4 separate regions of the Mus musculus genome follow, and regions 1, 2 and 4 are each linked to region 3. A link is a contact called in public Hi-C data. All regions are on one chromosome and are shown on one strand. Each heading gives the region's core, a stretch centred on a gene start, on an enhancer-like site or on the middle of the called end of the contact. The rest is flanking DNA. Distances are from core to core; before and after follow the strand shown.

What was found. Hi-C and Micro-C count contacts between places; a contact is called where the count stands out from the background.
Region 1: a contact with region 3 is called in a Hi-C map of B cells, with 5 read pairs. The contact joins the promoter of Ssu72 here to the promoter of Mtor in region 3. A contact is called at or near these places in 1 of 39 promoter capture datasets (cranial neural crest) and 1 of 484 Hi-C or Micro-C datasets (B cells).
Region 2: a Hi-C map of B cells shows a contact between it and region 3, with 5 read pairs. The contact joins the promoter of Wrap73 here to the promoter of Mtor in region 3. A contact is called at or near these places in 1 of 39 promoter capture datasets (pre-B cells) and 2 of 484 Hi-C or Micro-C datasets (B cells and regulatory T cells).
Region 4: a Hi-C map of B cells shows a contact between it and region 3, with 5 read pairs. The contact joins the promoter of Prxl2b here to the promoter of Mtor in region 3. A contact is called at or near these places in 1 of 39 promoter capture datasets (liver) and 1 of 484 Hi-C or Micro-C datasets (B cells).

Annotation. Positions count from the first base shown.
Region 1 is chr4:155,703,514-155,706,213 of GRCm38.p6, reverse strand. Ssu72 (Ssu72 RNA polymerase II CTD phosphatase homolog (yeast)) reads right to left here and starts at 1,399. Exons shown (of 5, transcript NM_026899.3): 1 at 753-1,399. The coding sequence starts at 832.
Region 2 is chr4:154,140,973-154,143,672 of GRCm38.p6, reverse strand. Wrap73 (WD repeat containing, antisense to Trp73) reads right to left here and starts at 1,301. Exons shown (of 12, transcript NM_021499.2): 1 at 1,160-1,301. The coding sequence starts at 1,228.
Region 3 is chr4:148,447,175-148,449,874 of GRCm38.p6, reverse strand. Mtor (mechanistic target of rapamycin kinase) reads right to left here and starts at 1,293. Exons shown (of 58, transcript NM_020009.2): 1 at 1,188-1,293.
Region 4 is chr4:154,897,649-154,900,348 of GRCm38.p6, reverse strand. Prxl2b (peroxiredoxin like 2B) reads left to right here and starts at 1,306. Exons shown (of 7, transcript NM_025582.3): 1 at 1,306-1,406; 2 at 1,669-1,873; 3 at 2,170-2,221. The coding sequence starts at 1,344. It overlaps Gm52690 (a long non-coding RNA gene), which reads right to left. Exons shown (of 2, transcript XR_003955190.1): 1 at 2,299-2,700; 2 at 1-1,918.

The DNA.
Region 1 (2,700 bases), core at 150-2,649, 7.3 Mb before region 3:
AACCCGAAATTGCCAAAAAATAATATTTAAAAAAGTTTTAAAAGTTCACAAACAGTTAACTCTGGGGGAAAAAAGACATTTCTACTGCACTAAGTTGAAATGTACAAACCCCCATTTTAACTGTAATACAATGCATCAGTTTCTCATTTTGTCAAGAGATTTTTTTTTTTAAGATAAAATACTATCAAAGATGAATGCCCTACTAGAAACTGGTGAATTCGTGAAGAAATATGAGGAGGTCCCACTGAACCAAATGAATTCGTGTGCTCCAGAAATTACTGACTAAAGTTATGGGGCTGAGAGGGGTGGTGGCTGGTGCATGAGACTTGCAAACGAAGACAGCAATAAACAGTCCCTGACGTTAACACCTCAGATCACTGTTGTTGCTTCCAGACTCGTTCCATCTTGATGTGACGTGTGGAGAGCTTTCCAAGGTGGCCGGACGACACATATACGGGAAAGATAAACACCAGGCACCCTTCGCAGCACGGAAAGACCTTGGCCTACCCCGTGATACTGCCCGGTCGTCCAGCACCCAGAGGGCCCCAGCTGTCGTGTGGCCACCTCTAGGGTTTACGGGGATGCCTACACTACCGAGGGTGTCGCGCGCACGGACCCCACTGAGGGCTCGCTGAGCGTGGAAGCCGGGCGTGGCCCGACCTCCGCGGCCCAGTCAGTACAGGGTCGGGGTCTGGACAAGAATCTGTGGGAAAGAGGAGGGAGGGGCGGAGGGCAGGTGGAGCTTGCACTACCTGAGGATGTTGTGTGCTTCCATGCTCCGATTCTGGTTACTCGAGCACACCACCGCCACCCGCAGCGGCGATGACGGCATGGCACCGACCGAACTACCCACTGCTCTCGCTACGGAGCTCCCACCTAGAAGCCGGCTTCCGCGCGAGGAAGATGGCGGTAACCGGAAATCTGCGACACGGAAGTGAACGCAACGCAACGCAACGCAACGCGTGGGGAGGCCGACGGTGCTCTCCTGGGCTCGTACTGCAGCCGGCGCGGGAGGGCGACCGGCCGACGCCGAATCAGCCTGAGAGCAGCCGAGGCCGGCGGTCGTGGACCACCTTCGCCGGCGCGTGACGTCACAGGACCTGCGCCGGCAACTGGAGCGGTGTGAGCCGCGCCTGCGTCCTAATGTACCGTCGCCTCGGATGACGCGCTAGGCGCGGCGCTTGCGCAATACTGAAAACTTCAGTGGGACGGGCGTTGGGGCGGGTCCGGGGAGTCTCAAGTCCTTTCCGCGGCTTCTCTTGGTGTGGTTGGGACGTTTTTCATTCCGGTTTCCTCCAGGTGGTCACTCTGCCAATTTCATAGATGCACTGGGCTCCAGCACTTGGTTTGTGCCCTATCTCTATCACGAGTACCTTCCTCAGAGTCACTGGACTTCTAGAAGCACGTCACTTCCTCTGTGAGCCCGTTGCAGCTTAACATGTAAACGATATGAAAAATATGGGTGAGGTAGCGGGCTCTTCAAGTTCGGCCAATCGGAAAACTGGCAGGAAAAATCGCTTCTCTGTTGGAAGCCAGTTTAGGTTGCCTATTGAGAGCTCGATCTCAAGTGAGAGGGGGAGAGAGAAATAGAGTTGCTGCTGGGCGTGGTGCCTCACACTTTTCTTTAATCCTAGAACTCGGTAATCAGGTCGACTTACAGCCGGCCTACCTGCCTGGTGACCTGTCCCCTCTAGCTCGAATGGAATGGTCAAGAAGTGAAGGGGATTAGATAAGTTGTTTGGAGATTCTGAGAACTCCTTTAAAGTTGGAGCAGTATGAGATTGTCAGGGACAAGAAGGTAGATAATGTGTAGTAAGTATAACAAAAGCTGTGTTTTGCCGGGCGGTGGTGGCGCACGCCTTTAATCCCAGCACTTGGGAGGCAGAGACAGGCAAATTTCTGAGTTCGAGGACAGCCTGGTCTACAGAGTGAGTTCCAGGACAGCCAGGGCTACACAGAGAAACCCTGTCTCAAAAAAAAAGCCGTAGATTCAGTAATCTACCCTTTATTCCTATTATTCCTGTATCTTCCTCTTTTCTTTTTCATCCCTTCTCCCTCCTTTATAAAAGTATATTTTATTCGCTTATAGTAATTGTCTCAAAGACTACCTCTACCTGTTTGCCTAGGCCTAGAATCTTCTAGCCTCCATGCAACCTTTTTTTCTTTTAAAGTTTATTTATATATATGAGTACACTATGGCTGTCTTCAGTCACACCAGAAGACGGCATGGGATTCCATTACAGATGATCGTGAGTCACCATTTGGTTGCTGGGAATTAAACTCAGGACCTTTGGGAAAGCAGTCCGTGCTCTTAACTACTGAGCCATCTCTCCAGTCCTATTTTGAAACTAAATTTCCCACTATGAACCTCCTCATTGCTATTGAAGTCTGCCATCATTGTTCCTTGTGTTAATGAGGAGGAGAGTATTGAGAACCTGTTGCGAGTAAGCCCACAGAGACCATCACGTGGACACTCTGAAAGCCAAAAGGAAAGTCTTTATTTTTGCCTGCTAGCTGCACAGAGAACTTGCCCAAATCATGTAACCTTGAGCCTTGCAGCTCTTTGACTTTATGTACAAAGACCATCTTGATTGGCATGCTTCAGTTAGCGAGAAGCAGAACTGTGGAAGTCAAAAAGCAAGATTAGAACATTGAGGAAGTTTTTACTTGGGGACTTATGGACTATGTTTCTATTTAGTC
Region 2 (2,700 bases), core at 52-2,551, 5.7 Mb before region 3:
TATAAGGAGGGTAAAGGATGTCTCAAAAGCCTGGACAAACACAGCAGGGGTGTGAACTGAGAATCAAGACAGCCAGGCATGGTGGCATGCTCCGTTAATCCCAGCACTCAGGAGACAAGGGGCAGATCTTTGAGTTCAAGGCCAACCTGGTCAGAGCTACAGAGAAACCCTGTCAATCAGTCAATCAATCAATCAATGGTATCAGTCAGTTAAAAAGAGAATGATAGATTAATCAAAGAAAACTTGTTAAAAATTAGGATTGCATTTGTATGTGAGAAGGGTCAGGCACTAGTTACGGCTTATGTGGAGGCCAGAGGACAACATGCAGGAGACAGTTCTCTCCTTCCATTAAGTGGGTCCTAGAGCTGGGACTCAGGTCATCAGGTTTGGTGGCAGGTACCGTTACTAGCCAAGCTACCCGACTGGCACGGAACCACAGTTTTTTAAAATAAGACTTGAGTTTTCCCTGATGGCTTCCTAACGTCAGCCTTCTACAAATGCACAATGGTCATGTTGGCGTACCTTGAAACACCCATCTGAACACTATTCTGCCACCCAAAGAATAGACAGCTAACATCCAACCCTGGCAATGAAAGCTAGTTATTTAAACCATTTGCTTATGACGAGTTTCACAAAGGAGGGCCCCGTTTAACCAGCTCGCTCACAGAAAACATACAAAATAGCAATGAGCTGCCATCCCCTGTGCCCTCAAATGTGTGAAAGCAGAGTCATCTTATCCAACTTTGATGAAGGGAAACTGGAGCCGGGAGCCTGGCACCCACCCAGCCCTGGCCACCTGCTCCAAGACCTCCTTCCTAACCCTGACCACCTGCCAGAATAGCAACCCCAACTCCATCCCCACTCTGCTCCACGTCCTCTTTCTCCACCCTGGTCACCTGCCAGGATCCCCCAGCCTGGCTGGCCTGGATCCCTCTTCGGCTTCAGGTTCGTTCTCTCTAATCATCTGGTTCTCCCTCATCTGGGCTGAAACCCCTCTGCCTGCCTCCCTCTCCCACCTCCCACCCCGCCCCCTAAGTCCAGCCTGAGTCCCCGCGGCCGCCCGGCTCGGGCCCCCTTCCCGCCCCCCTTCGGCCCGCCCCGGCCCCGTGCACAAGTCGCGCGCCCACACTTAGGTTCCGCCCAGCGCGCCGCAGCTCACCAGGTACTTGCCGTCCGGGGAGAACCTGCAGAGCAGGCCCGAGAGCTTGAATGACTCCGAGAAGTTCATGGCCACGGCCAGCCCGGGCCAGCCCGGCTCCGAAGTACCTCCCGCAACCGCCCCAGGCAGCGGCCGGAAGTACAGGGGCGGAAGCGAGCAGCAGCCAATGGGAGCCTCAAGCGGCCGCGCGGCATTGTGGGGCGGGAAGTCCGAGTTTGAGTCTTAAAGGGGCTGAGCGCCTTTGCGCTATAGCGGATCTCCCTGCAAATCCCGAAACGGAAGGCTGAATTCTGACTTCAGATAAATCACAAAATAAATATGTTCCCAAAAGTTACCCGGGGCATACTTAGACTAAAAGACTCCCTTATCTGAAATTCAGGTTGTAACTAGACCTCTGTACTTGTGAACATACATTTATTTACATGTAAATGCGTATTTATGTGTAAGTATATAGTCGTATTTCGATACACCTCTTTAGTAGATAACAAATTTTTTGTTACAGGAGCTGAGAGTGCGGTTCTATTGGCAAAATGATTGCTTAGCATATATGAAACCCAGGTTTTGGTCCGCAGCATCGCATAAACCCCGCACGATGGTTTGCATTAAAAAAAAAAAAAAAATCCTACACCTGAAACCAGAGACGCAGATGTTCAGGGCATCCTTCGCTACCTATAGAGTTGGAGGCTATGCAGGGCTGCGTGAGACCCTTTCTCAAACAGAACAAAGCAAAGTATTTTCCACGTATAAGTATAAATATAGGTTTGCTTTGAGGTTTTCCTGAGAGCGACCACCTGCAGCGTGACCTCGTGACGTTCAAGTGCTTCTCAGGTCTGTGGCGGAACGAATTCGAAGGCATGTGGATCTCGTGGGTCGCCTCACCTTTTTGGAGGTTCTAGTTAGAGTGTGGACTTGATTCAGAGGTGTGGCTCGGTACCCGGGACGGCAGCCTCGGTGGGCACGTAGAATACAGCACCAACTGGACTTCAGACCAGGATCGCTCCCCAAAGCGCTCTGCTCCCTCCCTCGCGCAGCACCCCGCGTCCTGTGCCCCACAAGGCTCCCCATTCCGGTGTCATTCGGGAGGTTGGATGTTCCTGTCTGCACCCAAAGCTTCAGAGGATCACTTAAGGCTCAGCCACTGCCTTTGGAGCTAAGTTCCGAATTCTGAAAGACCGGAATCTAGTATTGCTCGGTCCAGCTCATAGCTCCCAGTCTCTTCCGCACCGCTGCATCTAATTTCCACGAATGAATGAATGAATGAATGAATGAATGAATGAATGGCGGTGCTTGCACCATTCGGAGAGGATCTGCAGAGTGCGCGGCCAGCGTCCTGGCATTTTCTGTTCCCAACCAGTCCCAAACTCTTGCTTGGTATTCATCTTTGTCTCTAATCTGCAGCTCGCAAATAATTACTCCTCGTAGCTATTGGCCTAACACCAGGTCAGGCTTTCGAGTTCGAGAGAGATTCGGTCTGCTCCAACCCACCTCCCTTGCAACGCCACTAGCTGCACTAAAGCGACTTCCAGGGCATGTGGGAACAC
Region 3 (2,700 bases), core at 44-2,543:
GGTAAAAGCAAGGGAGGTGTGATTTAAAGCATACAAAAGGTTATATACAAGTACTGCACCATTTCATAGGACGAACAGGCATTCACTGGGTTGGGAAGGCAGTTCTAGAAACAAATACATACATACACACACACACACCATAGGAAATAGCAACACACTCAAATGGTGAGCTCAACACTATCACTCATTTTTCAACTATGTGATGTTTGTTCCCTCAATAAGTTTACCATCCAGGGGACCCCAATAAAGTGGCCATTAAAAAGGGGCTAGCCCACTATGCCATGGCAGTAACTAACATATACACCTATCCTGCCAGAGTATACTAAAAAACAAAAACAATTCCCGAAGCACTCTGGCTTTGAAAGAATCTGTGAGACACAGCCTAACATGCACAGAACCCCTTGTTCAATCCCCACCACCTCATAACCAAGGCACGATGCCACACATCTTTAAGCCCAGCACTGAGGGAGAGGCAAGAAATTCAAGGTCATGCCGGGGTTAGGGATAAACACAAAACATAAGGAGTAAAATAGTCTTGAAAGGCTTTCAAACGCTACACTACAGGGGGAATAAAATACTATAAAAGGAACTGGGCCGTTTTAGAGCGGAAGAAACCACTACTGAGCGTGTAAGCACACGAGGCAGCGGGAAGGAGACCGACTTGGACTTTCTATTCTCATCACGTCAGTAATTAGACAGTCACTTGAAGGTTTACCCACAAGCCAGCTGCCCCAGGCTGGATTCAAAGTAACTATTTGAGTCACAAATCCCAAAGGTTGTGAGAATGCCTTAGGGGAATTCGAGTTGAAAGGTTGAAACGTGAAGGGAGGGCGTGACCCTGAGGCTGACCCTGCGTGGGCGCGGAGGTCTGGGTTCCTGGCAGGTCTCCATGGTGAAGTGTAGGGGGCAGATCCCGAAACTGGAGCTCCTGGGGACAGGCTCCACCGTCAGTAGGTGGGTCTGGAGTTCCAGGTCCTGAGCCCGAGAAGGAGACCTAAATGCTCCACGGAAGGCCCGGAGCAGATCCGCCAGCCTGCGGGGGTCTCCCCGAGGGCGCGGAGCTGGTGCTGGGGCGCTGTACGGTTCAGACAGGCGGCTTCCCGGGCCTCCCCCAGCACGGCCCACACTGGCTGGGAGTCTGGCCGTCCCGCCAGCCGCAAGCGCCCGACTCCAGGCCCCAGACTCACCGCGCGGCTTCGGCCACCGCCTCAGCTGCCGCCGCCGGAGCCGGTACCGCCGCTTCAGGCCCCCAGCCTCAACACCCGCCTTCCCCGCTGTCTTCTAGGCCAGGGAGGTGGGGAGGGCGGGCTCGTAAGCGCTACAACCAATCAGCGGGCCGAGCTCGAAGATGGGGAGGAACATCCACCAATAATCATGAAGAATTGGAGCTTCGGGACCGGCTTCTCGAGGGCGGGGATTGTTCAAATAGACAAAACGAGCAACCAGTGGCAAGCAAAAGGAGGCGAAGGACTATTCCGAAGAGCCAATCAGTCGTGAGTTGACTTCGGTCACTTCCACGAACACTTCCGGTACGTCGCTACTACAAGTCCCCTCCACACACGCTGTGACCGTGTGGAGCCACGGTTTGGTACCCTAAGGACCTGTTGAAAGAACTGGGGCAGAGGTTAGGGATCGTGCTCGGGATGCTGAGAAGGGGCCGAGTGTCCGACGCTCTCGAATCACTGCAGAAGACATATCTTGGAAATCGGTTCACTGAGGAACTCTTGCTTTCTCGTTTGTAAAACTGAATATGCATTTGCAAGGGTTTTTTTGTTTTTGTTTTTGTTTTTTTTTATTCTCACTGTCCCCAAATTGCCTTACTTGTGAGCTCATTCTCAGGATAAGATGATCACCGAACTACTTTAAATACAAGATTTTAAAGAAAAATCCTTAAAAATTTTTTTTTATTTTTCAAACGGGCAATAGCCGGAGCTAGGGATGTAAACCAGTCGATAAGAGTGTTTGCCCACCCCGGCGTGGTGGTGCACGCCTTTAATCCCAGCACTTGGGAGGTAGAGGCAGGTGGATTTCTGAGTTCGAGGCCAGCCTAGTCTACAGAGTGAGTTCCAGGACAGCCAGGACTACACAGAGAAACCCTGTCTCGAAAAACCAAAAATAAAGAGTGTTTGCCCGATAGGCATGAAAGTCGTGGGTTCAATTCCCAGCACTGTGTAAAGTGCATGCCTGTCTTCCCAGAACTCTGGTGGTGGAGGTTTAGAGGGTCAGAAATTCAAGGTTGAACTAGGGAGATTTCTCAGTGTTTAAGGCCCTTCCAGAGAACCTGCTCCAATATATAAAAATGTATCATTAAAATTTTTCATATGAAATTTATGCAGATCTTTTGTTTAAATCTTTATTTTTTTATCAGTGTTGTAATACACACTGAAAATTCCTAAATAGCTTGAATTAGGAATTTGAGTGAACTATTAAACACATTAATATTAAAAGAAACATGTGAAGCTATTAGTAATGATAATGCAGATAAATATTTGCTAGTAAGGTAAAGATTTCCAATTAGTTGAAAGCGTTAAATGTTTTTAAGTTAAAAAACAAATTAAAAACACACCAAAGTACAAGTTATACTACAATACAACCCTTTATAAAGCATTGATAACACTTCCTAGATACTAATTTGGGGAAATGCCAACTAAAATGTAATGAGATTTGGGGAAGACACACTTTCTTTAGACTGTGCCACCA
Region 4 (2,700 bases), core at 57-2,556, 6.5 Mb before region 3:
GGATTTCTTCTGGTGGTGCTTCCAGGACCAGTTGCTCTACAGGACCAGCTCCTCCTGATTCTGCAACTTTATTTTCTTTCCTTTTTTAAAATGTACCTTTGCACACCTGTGTGCACTTGTGTGTGCCCGGGGAGTCCAGCGGTTGAGTGTTTTACTCAGTGCCTCTCAATCGTATTTCTTGAGACAAGGTCTATTGCTGATTCTCATGCCTTTGCTTCCCCCAGGACATGGGATTACAGGTCTCTGTCATTTTACCGAGTCACCTCCCCAGCCTACTCTTGCTTGCATAGGTTTGGGCCCAATGTGAGTGCCTGGTGCCTGAAGAGACCGTAAGGGAGCATCAGATGCCCTCAAGCTGGACTTGCAGAGGATTGTGAGTCGCTGTAGGGATGCTGGGAACCAAACCGTGGGCCCTCTGCAAGAGCAGCTAGTGCTCTTAACCACTGAGCCATCTCTCTAGCTTCTCCTTTTGACACAGTGATATGTATGGTTCCTAACTTCCTGCCTGGCTGTTCAGCCTCAGCTAGGTATCTTGTGGTGGCTCTCTTCCTTTCCTAGCCTCTACATCTGTCAGATGCTTGAACATGGCCCTAGAAAGCATCACAGGGCTTACTTAGTGAGGAAAGGACAGAACACGTGGATTCCTGAGCCTTCTACTCTTCCTAGGGACACACCACTGCGAGCTCCTGTTTATCTCCTTTGGATTGTTGTACATGAGAGCCCGTAGTTTAAAAACTGACATCCACACAGCAGGAAATGGTACTTTACGATGGAAGTTAATAGGATTTCGCGAAAATGCAAAGCAGGAACTTAGACTTGGAAAGGCTGGTCCTTTCACTACTGTAAGTGCCGGCTGCCCTACTGTTCCTCACACTAGTGATTTGTGAGTTCGATTCCCCGTTTCAACTTTTTGGCTCTAATTCTACCACCCTGCTGCACTACTAGGGACCACCTGATGCTAGTGGAGAGCTACGCAAACGCTAGAGAGCCACGCAAACGCATTCTGCGCAGGCGCACCGCTTGCAGACTGTCCATTGAGCTTTACCTGCTACGCCATTGGCTAATAAGCTTATACATATGAGAACAACCTAGGCTTAGGCAAAGAGATCTGCAGTGATTGTCTCTTTGGAGAGAGGGTGTGCCTGTATACTAATATCAGGGGCGGAGCCTGGGGCGAGACAAGCGCACAGTCATGTGACCTGAACCCCCTGGAGGTGGTGCCCACCAGGACTGGGGCGGGATTATGGGCGGGGCATAGGCTGGCTGAAGAGGCTGCGCAGGACAGAGTGAGCCTCCCCAGGCTGCGAGAAGGGACCGTGGAGCAGAAAGGGACGGAGGAGGCCATGAATGTGGTGGACCTTGGTCGCGTAGGAGCGTGTGTCTTGAAACATGCAGTGACTGGGGAGGTGAGATTTGGCTCGCGCAGGGCGGAGAACGCCTCCCCTAATACCTGGCCCAGAGCCTTGGCAACTCACATGGGTTGGAGTGGAGGTCCTGAGGGGTCCTATGAGTTCGCGTACTGGGCGTGGGTACAGCTCATGGTCCACAGAGGAACCATCAGGAGGACCAGTCAGCTGCGAATCTTGGAGCAGCACGCTGCGGGACATGTGAGGCTGCCGGGCATAGGGGGTTGGTGAGCCCATGTCCCCTGACCGATCCATTCTGTAGGCTGTGGAGCTGCGGAGCCTATGGCAGGAGAAAGCTTGTGTGGTGGCCGGTCTGCGACGCTTCGGCTGCATGGTGTGCCGCTGGATCGCCCAGGACCTCAGCAACCTCCGGAGCATCCTGGACCAACACGATGTGCGCCTGGTGGGCGTGGGGCCTGAGGCCCTGGGCCTGCAGGAGTTTCTGGATGGTGGTTACTTCTCAGGAGGTGCGACTCTTCCCGGACTCAGAGCCTGGGCTGACCTCTCCCTTTCTAGGCCCAACAAGAACATATTCATGTGTCAGCATATGCAGCTCTTCCCTGCCCTGCCTTCAGCCTGTGCCCTGGCTGGTGCCCAGACCTAGTGGCAAAGTCCCAGTGACTCTTGCCCTTCCCGTTTAAGCAGTGGTGACATTCAATCCTGCCTTGCTACTCATGGCTTGGGTGGGTGGAGCTGGATACAGTAAGTGGAGGGGACAGACTGTAGGAAGCCTGGGGCACATAGCTGTGGCTTTCCTTTCTAGAACTCTACCTTGATGAGAGCAAGCAAATCTATAAGGAGCTGGGCTTCAAGCGGTAAGTGTGACTGTTTGTGGGCATGAGTCTAACCAGGGACAACAGGAGGACAGAGTGGCCACCGCTCTCTTATGTACCTTCTTGCTACTGCCATCTGCTCTGCTCTCCAGTTTGTCTCATGGAAACTGACACTGGTGCTTCAGCCAGCCCTTCTTTGAGTCTTCTAATGGGTGTTGGTCCAAGGCAGGCCTGTCCTCAGAAGTCTGCTATTTCATAAACAGGAGGGACCTTGGAGCCCAGTGCCTTAGCCATGGCTCATTGCAGTCCTCTGTTGCCACAGACTGCCTGTCATGATAGGCAGTGCCGGCTAAGCGAGATCCCTGGGCACACCCAGCTTGGAGCTCATTCCCCACACTCCACACCACCTCTCCAGGGCCCCCAAGGCTAGCTGTATTCAACCTGGGGGCTCTCAGGGCTTGTGTAGAGCCTAGTTAGACTGGTTGCTGATCTGCCTGAGCCCTGGGTTAGATAAGTGGGTG